Regions from separate parts of the Anas platyrhynchos genome. Here region 1 is linked to region 2. Evidence: chromatin contacts called from public Hi-C data. All regions are on one chromosome and are shown on one strand. The core of a region is the stretch at or near the end of the contact, and the rest is flanking DNA. Distances in the headings are between cores, read along the strand shown.

What was found. A called contact is a pair of places that touch in the nucleus more often than the background predicts.
Region 1: a contact with region 2 is called in a Hi-C map of liver, with 2.8 times the contacts expected there. The contact joins two enhancer-like sites. A contact is called at or near these places in 3 of 8 Hi-C or Micro-C datasets (liver and skeletal muscle).

Annotation. Positions count from the first base shown.
Region 1 is chr13:1,912,837-1,918,437 of IASCAAS_PekinDuck_T2T, forward strand. The region is part of intron 37 of ITPR1 (inositol 1,4,5-trisphosphate receptor type 1); the gene reads right to left. Among named protein-coding and RNA genes, the nearest start is that of ITPR1, 93 kb to the right of the region's middle. Within about 2 kb of position 3,620, at least 2 of the 8 cell types and tissues checked have an H3K27ac peak or open chromatin away from gene starts, as enhancers often do.
Region 2 is chr13:1,867,768-1,873,322 of IASCAAS_PekinDuck_T2T, forward strand. ITPR1 (inositol 1,4,5-trisphosphate receptor type 1) reads right to left here. Exons shown (of 57, transcript XM_072044593.1): 48 at 5,041-5,163; 49 at 1,762-1,937; 50 at 325-489. Among named protein-coding and RNA genes, the nearest start is that of BHLHE40, 67 kb to the left of the region's middle. Within about 2 kb of position 1,259, at least 3 of the 8 cell types and tissues checked have an H3K27ac peak or open chromatin away from gene starts, as enhancers often do.

The DNA of each region.
Region 1 (5,601 bases), core at 2,370-4,869, 47 kb after region 2:
TCGGTTCTGCACCCAGAAGAAAAGTGACAGCTCTGGGGGGAAGGGGCAACAGGGCAGTAAGCTCAGGGACCAGGAAGACCCTTCCCTCGGAGAGGCCAGGTGAATGGCACGCATGAAGCGGGCGGCTTTTAAACCGAAATGTAATGGGCGGCAGGGTCAGAGAGGAGCACGATGTTTTTCCTTTTCACTAGCGGTAGCAAAAGTTCCTTTCAATTTGCTGTAAAAAAACCCTCTTCCTTTTAAGTTTCCATTCCCACAAGGCTGGCAAATAAACCACTCATCATTAGCCATAACAGGAGAACTGCAATTTCTTTGACCTGTCGGTGACTGTAATGCCTCTAACATCCATTTCCCCAACACGGGCTGCGCGTGTTTCCCAGAATGGTCTTCATCTGACTCAACACTGGAGGTGTCCACCTCAAAAACCACCACAGCAAGCGACAGCTCAAGCCTGAACTCACTTCATCTCAACGACATATGGAAGAGGTTTTTGTCTTTTCTATCTGGTTTTGAAGAAGGTATAAATGTTTTATTTTCATTTGCATTAAAAATATAAAAAAATCACGATGAAAGTTGCCTAATGCTGCCTCTCACGGAAAATTCAGACACCTAGCATTGGGGATAAAAAAAAGTGAAAATGGTTTGAGGAAATGCAGAAAGATTTTCATTTAAGTTGGAAGCCTCAGGACTGCTTTTCTCATTATTTTTTTAAACTCAACTATGTAGTAAACATCTAGAACAGAAGTGCTGAAAAGGCCTGACACACATTTAAAAGGCAGGCGGAGACTCCGGTTCACATAGATGGGGTCTCCTCCAAGTAACGACTTCAGCAACACAGGACAGAAAACAGCTCTGATTGTAAAGTTAGAAAATGGGTGGAAAAGAATCTTATCAGAAAAAGCTGCACGTGTGTGAGCACACACATACAAACACACACACACAAAAAAAAGTGATCTTTTTTTCTTCAGCCTTCAGCTTTGAAATTTTGACCAAAAAATGGATAAAACTGCACCCAAAAAGCAGAAGCCTCCTCCATTTCCACCCTAAGTTCAGAGGACTGACAGGTGGCAAACCCCCAGCTGTTTAACTTGCCCAGGCCGATGCCGCTTTCCAAAGCACCTCACCTCTCCTCTGGGTCATGATCAATGAAGTAAACATCACTGTGAAGGAGTTTGGGCAAGCTGTGTTTATTTGGCGTGGTGCAGAACTGGGAGATGCCCTGCGTTGCTCAGGAAGCCGGGTTGTATCGCCGAATGGTGCCTTCTGGCCCTGAAAGCTGGGAATGCAGGAACTGACCCAACTCCCCGCATATGGCATCTCGTTATCGGGGTGGCGAGCAGAGAGATCTGGCATTGAGGAGGAAAGAGGGGAAAAACAACTACAGAGTCAGCTAGCCAACATGTTGGGCTGCTGATAGCTGGGTTGTGTATCCAGATGTCAAGAACTACGGTAAAGATCTCAGATACAGCATGCTCAAACCACTGCCCCTGGCTTCTCTGCCTTAACTATTGTGGTATCAGCTGGAGACCCAGCTGGGACAGGCTTTTTGGGTACCATCCCGGCAGCCCCTCTCCACTGTGTTCCTCCCTTCTCTGAATTCCTCTCCTCTTCTCTCTGCGGAACACATTTAGTACAGCTCTTACTTTAAACACACAAAGCAAAAGTGAAATGCTGCCCTCCTACCACCTCTCCCGACTGACGACACCAGGCAGAACAAGTCATGCTGCTGGGCTTTGCAAGTTTGCAGTAGCTGCGGGTAACTCTGCACAGGTTACTCGCGAAGCCTCCTTCACGGGGCCAACGGTGTTACCTCGCAGCACCAAGAAAAGGGCTGGGTGGCAAAGTTCTAGCCTCTGCAGATGATCTGTGGGTGTGTCTGTCAAACACGTACTTGACTTGCCATGGGTAAGTTTCAGGACAGCGGGGAATAACTGGGACCCAAGAGCACTGAACCTGTTTGCCGAACATCCCACATGGCAGCTTTCCCCTGTAACGACCCATGCTGTGCGGCGTATTTTTAGCAGGTGCCGGAGGGTTTTACCCTGCCTCGATTACGAGGCGGTGCAAGCTGTGCAGCAGCTCGCTCTCAGGGCATGGGCTCCCCTTGCAGGAGCTGTGGGGGCTTTCCAGGGGCACGGGCAGCCCCCGGCTCTGCCCCAGCCGCGTGGCAGCGCCCGCACCCTGCACCCAGCACGGGGACGTGGCTGTCCCCGGCATGAGCAGTGCTCACTTTCTTTTTTTCTTTTTTTTTTTTTTTTTTTCCCCTCCCGCCCTTATCTCAGGGAATTTGCAGAGCCTTTGTGCACTGCCAGACGATGAGGTGGGAATTTTGGCGTAAGGACCGTCAGCGCCTGGACTGAAAGGTCACCGAGATCTGCCCGCGGGACTTCCTTCTTTAACTTTCCAGAGTTTTCAGTCGAAGCAGGGTGTTTTACTTGGGCGGGGGCTTCCCTAGAGCTAGAGACCTCAGCCTCTGATATGCCACTGACCTTCACTGGCAATGCAATCCCACTTGCTTCTCTTAAACACTCGGTCCTGCAGGTCTCCCACAGTAACTGAACATATGAAGGACTACCTTCTCTACACATCCTACATTAGTATTTTTAATTAACTAGAAAGAGGGTGCAAGTTTTTGTTGTTATTTTTACAAATAACTATGAGAAAAGTTCCAGTCTCCTTTTCCAAAGAGCTTACCAACTCTAGTTCCAGTTTGTGCAATAAAAACAGTCCAAAGATTGTAGGATTTCTGAAGGAAAAAAAATATAAGGCAGCCCACAAAAATTTATTAGAGCCTGCATTTCCTCTACTTGAGACATAACAAGTGAAGCACTGTCTAAGTGCAAAATACACAAGAGAGATGACTGTCGTACGAGCTCTCTGCAAAGAAAATTTAAAACTGCCTCTCTCCGGCACTCAGGAGGTTAAGAAATTTTCCAATTCCAATCAAAAGACGTACAAAGTAGCCTATATTTTGCACCTTGCTCAGCCACTACAGCTTTGTAGTTTATCATTGATAAACAGCACAGTAAAGGTTACTTCTTCAGTCAATCCCCTTTGAACCTGAATTTTCGCTTCCCTTTTTCACCTAGCTGAAACCTCAAGAAAAAAGTGAAGAGGTAAGAGAACCAAAAAGCCTATATTGAGTGGGTTTTTGCAGGTGCATTTTGCTGGTTATTGTTTCGTCAGCTGTATAAAGTACCATTGCTGAATTAAAAAAATGTAAGTGGGGTTTTACTTGATTGTTGTTTTTTTTTTGTGTGTGTTTGTTTTTTACTTCAAATCCTGCACATCCTTAGTACCACGTAATGACAATGGAAACTCAGGCTGTTCCGGGCGTTTTGCTGGGCTTGATCTTTCAGGCTCTTGCTGGCTCTCTGCAGCCAGGGGCCAGCCAGGGACAGCTCGGGGCAGGACGGCTCCGGCACGGCTCTGCAGCGGCTCTGCAGATGGACGCAGCGTGACAGAGCTGCCTGCCCTCACCCCTCGCCCACGGCCAGCCCCTCCGAGCCACGCAGGGACCCCACCTCAGGGGAACGTCTTTATCACGAGAGGCAGCGGTGCACACACGCTGCGGCACCGGCGGAGGCTCGGCTGCTGGCAGCCGCGGGCCGAGGTAACTGTAAACAGCTCCACCACGTTTATTGGCAATCGCCGCTGAAGGTCACACATCAGCAGCGGGCCTAAATTCCAGGAAAAAAAGCTGTTCTTATGTAACTGCTGCCTGAATGTTGGCAGGTGCCCAATGGAGCAGTTCGCTGCAATGTGGCTGGGAGGGGAAAAAAAAAAAAAAAGTAAAAAGTAGGACATCTCCCAGCCCCATTCAGCATCCTGAGCATGCCACCTGCAGGTCAGCGCTCACACTTCTCTCCTTTTCAGTCCATAAAAATATTAAGATTTCTCTCAGACGCATGTGTTTTGGTGCCCGAGACGTGCGGAAACTGGGCCGCGCTGTCCCCAGACACCTGTCTGGGCAGAGAGCGGCCCTGCAAACAAATGCCCGATGCAGAGGGAAATGTGCTGCTGTCCTCTGGGATCACAGGGAACCCGAGGTGGAGTTCACCATCCCAACGCGGCTTCTGAAAAGCTGCAGAATCTGCTTTTGCATCATGTTTGGATATTTGAGTGGATTAGGGATTCAATTAAAAGTCAATTAAGCCGTTGTGCCCAATTACAACTGAGGGTTAGTTATCATTCTTGTGTAAAGATTCACACTTGGTGGCTCTTGAAAAATTTAGCTCGGTCCTGGACCTTCTCTCTGAAAGAGCAGCATTGCCAACAGCTACACCAAGAACAAAGTCACACCAGTGCAAGCCCAGTGAGGAGTAAATTAAAGACTCAGCCCAAGGGCTCTCACAGAGAACACGCCAGCACCCTGCCTTGGGGAATTCTTCACTACCTGAGACACCTGCCCAGAGCCAATGCTAAGACCCCTCTGCTGAGCTCTGCAGCCCCACACATCAGCCTGATACCATCAGCAGCTCTGCAGCAAGCCAAAGGACAAGCTCTGAACAAAGCACGCCCTAAGGTCACGACAAAACCCAAAGCAACACTGGGCTTTGCTGGTTTGTTTGTTCATTTGTTTTAATTAAAACAAATCATGCTTTCCCTCAATCTTTCGAGATACCTCTTCTACTCTCTGTTTTAATACCGGTCTTATGCAGACCCTGTGCTGAAGGTCTGTGAACTTTCAGGCTTTACAGGAACCAGAATGCTTTGGAAATGCTGCAAGAATGACTTTCGTTTTTAATGCATCATAATTTCTGTCCCCAAAATAAGCGTTCGACAGGAACCCTGCTGCAATACGGGATGCTGCAGAGCTTGGAAAACATCTACAAAGGCTTAAAAATCCTACTGGGATATTTCTGCCAGAACAGATCATGGTCCTCAGCCTACATTAGTAAATGTTAAAAACAAACAACATTATACTGCTTCTCAGAAAACTCCTAGTTCCCTCCTCTCCCTCCTTTTCAGGAGTGACACCAAAAGCAAATTCAGGATAAATCCCTCCTTAGAAAGCACAGGGACTAGGCAGAGTACAAGCAACAGGATCAAAGCGTGCTTGTTGGTCCCTTCATTTCCACAGCACCCAGCACTGCAGATACTCCAGACAGCCGCACGCTCAGCCGGCTGTCACAGAGGTATGTCGCCCCGCGGCCCTTTACGGTTCTTCCTGTTCTGCAGGGGATTTCCTACTGCCAAGGTGAATTCCAGTATTATTCACCCAGCTAAAAGGGCACTCCCTTTCTGCACTCTCAGAACTTATAAAGAAAAAACTGGAGTTACAGTCTCTCTTATCTATCCTAACTCTCAGCAATAAATGCATGCACCTTCCATCATTTTCATCATCACAGAGATCGCTGCAACTGGGGCTTGCCATGCGCTGAAATCGCCTCTCAGTAAAGGAGTATCAGATGTGTAACTCTATCTAGGATCACAATCACATACTCTGAAGTCATGCAACTATGCCATAAAACAGCTACTTTATTTGAGTTTTACCCCGAGGAATAAGGAGCATTTCAGATGATCAGAAAAATTAAGTTGTGCAGAGTTTGACGGGGAGGGAATTTAATAACTTTTTACTAACACTAGAGATTTCTGTGT
Region 2 (5,555 bases), core at 9-2,508:
TCAAAGGCTGTTTTTCACGTGAACTACCAGTATCTTCTGCAGCACACTAACAGTGAGCAATATTTTCACCCAAGCTAGTGTTGGGAAGAAAATTTTCCATTTAAATGTCTTTTCATTTCTCACTCCTCTGGGCCTGTGACATGGCACGAGCACAGCCCAGGCAGGTTGTGCTCGTGCCATGTCACACCAGAGCCCCATTTTCAAAAGAGTGCCTGCACGACAGCGTCCAGTTGTAAAGCAGAAAGCAAGCAGTGGGTGACATCTAGGTGGGACTTTACAAGCACATAGGAAGAAAAACATTATGAAGACAAAATGAATACCTACCAACAAGCTGTAAAAGAATTCATGTACAAAAAGCCCCAGAGCACAAATCAGGAGGTACAGCAGGTGATAAAGAAACTCTACATCCATAATCATTGCCTTGTATCCTCTAGTGAAGGTTCCACAGTTGCCCACAAAACTCATCAGGAAAATGATTTTATTACAAACCTAAGGAAAGATTAATCATAAATTAGTTGTAAGACATAGCCTGCAGGAAAAAAGGCAATTTTTCAAAGCTGGTGGTAACTCAGCTATATGGCAACATCAACAACAGTGCTGAATTGTCTGCTACATGCCAGCATTTTACGTGTCAGTCAACGGCTGCTTTCTGTTGCATCTTCTGCACAGCTGAGACAGCGAGCCAAAACTAAAACTGAACACGTCTATAAAACAGGAACATCGACTCCTGTCCCCAGCCGGTTGTCAAAGGGCATCAGGACTTCAAGATTTAAAGAAGAAAGTAAGAACACTCCCTGGTGTGAGAGGTAAACTGCCCTAAAAAATCCCTTTAAGCTCTGCACTTTCTGCAATCAAATTACTTGCTAGCCTCCAGCAGCCCTTACATTTCTGAAGCAGCCCCTACTGCTCGCTAATAAGTGAGTGCTCCAGATTGCCTCAGCATTTCTCTCTCAGATCAGGCACACAGGAATCCTCCTGTGTAGCCCCAGCCATCAGCACTGAAGGAGAGCTGCCTTCGACTTACCTGGAACCTGCTAAACACTGCAATTAACAACAACAGCAACAATCCTAACAATGCAACCCTGATTCTTTAGCACACGGCACTTGGTGACATTTTGGAGACAAGGAACACTATTAAATAATGCACGTTAAAGCTGAGCACTTTGTAATAAAGGCCAACGCTTCAAGAAGATGCATCTTTGCACAGCTCCTGCTGACTCAGTCAAAGAAACATTTTTGGCTTACTTGCCTAGAAACCACAAGTATCCGGGTTTGAGCATTAATGAAGTTTTCTGGCAGCTCAGTTTACATACTGAGTCCACACGTTACTGTAGCAAAACTGCTTAGTGTCAGCTCTTGGCTGGCAGGTAGACTGCAGACAGACATTTGGGAAATGCATTGTTTAGTACAGCTTACACAATCCCGTAAATACTGCAGCTCAGTCGCTGAGCAGGAGACGGGTTCGAGCGCACATCCGAGTGCTGGAGGGTCACAGAGACTTCTTTACATTTCTGGCTGGGGTGGGAGCTGTTACGAGACTGTGACAAAACTGAGCGAGACCTTAGAGCTCTCCGGCTTCGGGAAGCAGAATTAAATGAGCAGCAGCAAAGTACTTCTGCTAGCAACGACCGAGGAGGGAACGACTCCTTACCCCAGTTCTGCCACAGTGTTCCAGCCTATTTTTGCCTTCAGGAGCAGGTAAGAAGCCCTTACATAAGAAGCAACAGAACTTCAAAAAAAAAAAACCAACTTGATACTTACATTGAATGCACCCAGAAGAAATAAAGTAGGTTGTAAACCAACTGAAAATATTAGGCGTAATATTGTAGAAGCTATTAAGGCTCTGATACCATGGGGCTTAGGAAGAGCTATGACTATAGCCAGAGATATCAGCATCGCTGTCCACAGCAGGCCTGACAAGTGGGGCTCTAGTGTACCTAGGATGAAGGAGAACAAAACAAATAATGTCGCAAGACTTTGTATACCAAGCAAAACAAAATCAAAATAGCCAAATAAATGCCATTTTATCTTATCTTTGGTGGAGCACCATTAATCCTCGTGTTCAGACGTTACTGATTTCAAAGTGCTAAGTGGAACGTCTGAGCCCAGCGCCTTCAGCAGAGCTTAATTACAAACTTATTACTAAAGCATTATGTAAATGATAAACAGTATTACAGGATTCTTCATTTTAGTGTACTCTGTAGATGATTGAATATGGAGGTGAAGAAAGACAACAAATACGTCCAGGTCCCGATTCACATATTCATCCTGAGTTTCCTATTATGCTTTTGGTAAAAAACCTTGCACCATTTTTTTTTTCATCTCTTGCTATTTCTGGTTCTATTTAGACTGTCCCATGAGACTGCCTGCTTACATAACATCAGCCTGCGTATCTAAAAATACACTTCTCAAAGAACCATGAAAAATACCCAGCCTGAAATACTGTTTAACCTAGGTTTATGCAGAATATGAGACATCTTTTTCTTAAAACTTGCATTAAAAAATGCTTTTCTTCAAGAAAATGGTATCTTGACAAAGAGAAAGGCAAGATCCCCTTGCCTTTGCAGGCCTGCAAAAGTAACTAGAATTAATGAAGTCCGTGGTGTTGCTGGTGACACACACCTACACGTGGGCTGCCCATCACCACGAGAACAAGGACCAAAAGATAAAGACTGTAACGGGGCTCAGGGACCAGGAGAGCACTCACAAAAGAGTGGGTTCTGGTCCTAGGCTTGTTTCTCGTTCCTAGGGACAGAAAGAGACTGGGAGCAAACTGGAAGTGGTGTCTGCCCTTGGAAAATGAAGGTCATCAAGACAGCGTTCACTTGACACTGAGGTCCACACCCAGTCTGCCCTGAAAGCGCCTGCTGTGAGCACGTGGCCTCCATGACAAGCTGCTGGCAGGAGGATGGCGTAACCCTGAACTTGCAGGGAAGTTCTGTTTCTCTGGAATTCCCGCAGTTTCAGTACCCAATCCCATGCATCCAGTTTTGTTTCTGCTCCTCAAGTCAGAAGTTGTACAAGTCCTGCTACAGCCACATGCTGATCAGCTGCTCGGACCAGCGCGTCTGGGCTACTCGGGACACAAAGAACTTCCCCCAGCTGCTCTGTTTTCAAAAGTCCAACTTTAAGGCTAAAATAAATAGACGCATATTTATTATTTACATGGCTGATTGTAACTCGTAGAGGAAGAGATTTTATCAAAATGTTACCTGATAAAGTATTTCAAATATGCAGGGTAGGGCACGTACAAAATGCCAAATGATTCTCCGCACCCCCCAGTCTTGCAACTTGTAGTCTCAACAAACTTGTTTAATTACCAGCTTTGCTAGCAGCCATTAATTCAGACTTTTAAATTTTAACTTGTGATCTTTGAGACTGGAGACAGAAAATTCAGCTGCTCTTCATGCTGGTTAAGCCCTTTCAACCAGCTGCTGGCCAGAAGGGAAGTGGCGTGACCCCGAGGTCTGCCACCCCACAGCGTGACACAGAGGTACAGCTGCTGAAACCCAAGCCTGTTCCAGAAGTTATCTATCCTCTTCCCTCTCTCAGGAACACCAGACTTTGGTCTAATATATCCCGTAGTTTCCCACACGCTTTACCTGAGCATGCTCAGGATGGAGAAGCCCAGAACCAGCCTTCCGTGCTCGTTGTCTTTATTCCCCTGCTAAGTCAGCTACCACCAAACACTACCTGGACAAAATGACAGCTCTCCTCAAATTAACTGGTGAGTCGCAGAGAGTGTGAAGTGGCTTTTATGTTGCACACAGAGCCCAGACGATAACTTTCCTACGTTGAGGCTACTGCTGCCCTTCAGCTGTATTTTCTGTAGGCTCTGTAGTTAGCTACCAGCAAGAGAAAGAGGCCGAGGGAAGTTCAATGGGAAGAGATAAGCATCTATCTGGCCCTGTTGCATCATGAACATTTAAGAAAGGGAAGTGAAAGTTTGAACATGAATAACCCTTTCCAGGACGGGGTTTTACTTTTGGGGTCCTTATATACTCCAGTCGACAGAGATGTGGAAAAAGCTCCCATCCAGATGCTTCCTCCATACCAGCTTTGCAAGCAATAGCTGTGATAGAGCCTTTGCAGGAATATTTCTCCAGATTTTCTTATTCTTGCTGACATGAATCCACCAATCAATCTGCCCTAGGGTGCGTCTCTTTGCAGAGGCTGAATGTAAGGAAGAGCAGCTGAATCTAATCAGCTCCTATTGGAAGTATTTACTGAATTGGCTCTAAGAACCACCACCGTCGCACAAACCCACTGTTTGGATCAAAAGCAACTTCCATGAGAGCTATTACAGCAAGATTGTGCAATCTCCCATGAGCCACACATGTTAACCCATACTTTATGTTAGAGATGATAGCAGGCCCAGCTGCTACCCACTTATGGCAGGGAAATGCAGGTTGTTCCTGAGCCAGGAGACGAGGCTGGCGCGCTCTTCCGCGCTCCCTAAGGCAACCTCTGCTCAAAGCACTCGCAGAGGTAAGGTGCTCCTGAGGAGGCTACAACAGGAAGGGAACCAAGCTCCTATTCTTGATCCTCCAACAACCTCCAAGGCACGAGGCAGGTCACTTCTCATACGCCTCACCTGCCAGACCTCAAGGCAAGCTCCCACACCCAACTCTGTACAACACTCACAGACCTCCTGATGTGCTACATAGCCATGAAGGTTTATGAAAATGGCATTAAAAAATGCAAGTCCAAGAAAAGCAATAAATTAACATTTCTCGTATTCTTAGTTCAATGCTTAGTTACAGAATTTTAAAACGAAGTAGAACAGTCAAGTAATTAAAAGTAGATGTCTGTCTTTAGTAATCTTTACCCTAGGAAAAAGCATAGCTCTACATTTTCTTTACAAATGCCCCAAGAAAAAGTCAGAAAATAGTACAATTTAAATCAAAGCAATTAAAAAAAGACAATTTCTGTTCTACAGTCTCTACTGAAGTTAATAGGGATGTGCAGACAAACGGGGGACAGGATTTGGCTCATCAGACCTTATTTGTTCATATATTTTTATATGTCAAATATTGGTACCTCCTCGAATTCCTTTGAATGGATAGAAAAATGCTACAAGCAAGTTCATAAGGACAGCCAGGTTAAAGGAAATACTGCTCCAGAAGGACATGTTGCGAGCACACCAGTACAGGAAAGGCTGAGCTGCAAAACAACAAAAATAATTCGTATTAATAATGGAGCATTTAAAAAAAAAAGACGTCTATATTAAAAAACAAAAAACAAAAACACATTTCCATCAAGCTGATTATTTTCAGTTTGCCCAAAAGCACAGCATCAACAGCACTAGTATTCATTGCTTATTCTGAAGTTTATTTGATTACTCTTTATCTTTGGGGTACTTCCAGTTGCTTAGATCGTGCTTTAAGGCAAAGGACTAATGTTACAAAGGAAAGCATTTCCTAGCATGAATTGATTTAGCAGCAGCATGAGAACAAGTTCAGAAATACAAGAGTTCAAGGACTTCAGGTTTCCCCTAATAACGTACTTTGTACTCAGAGTCACACAGAGAACGATTAGGAGGAAGAAAATGTGTA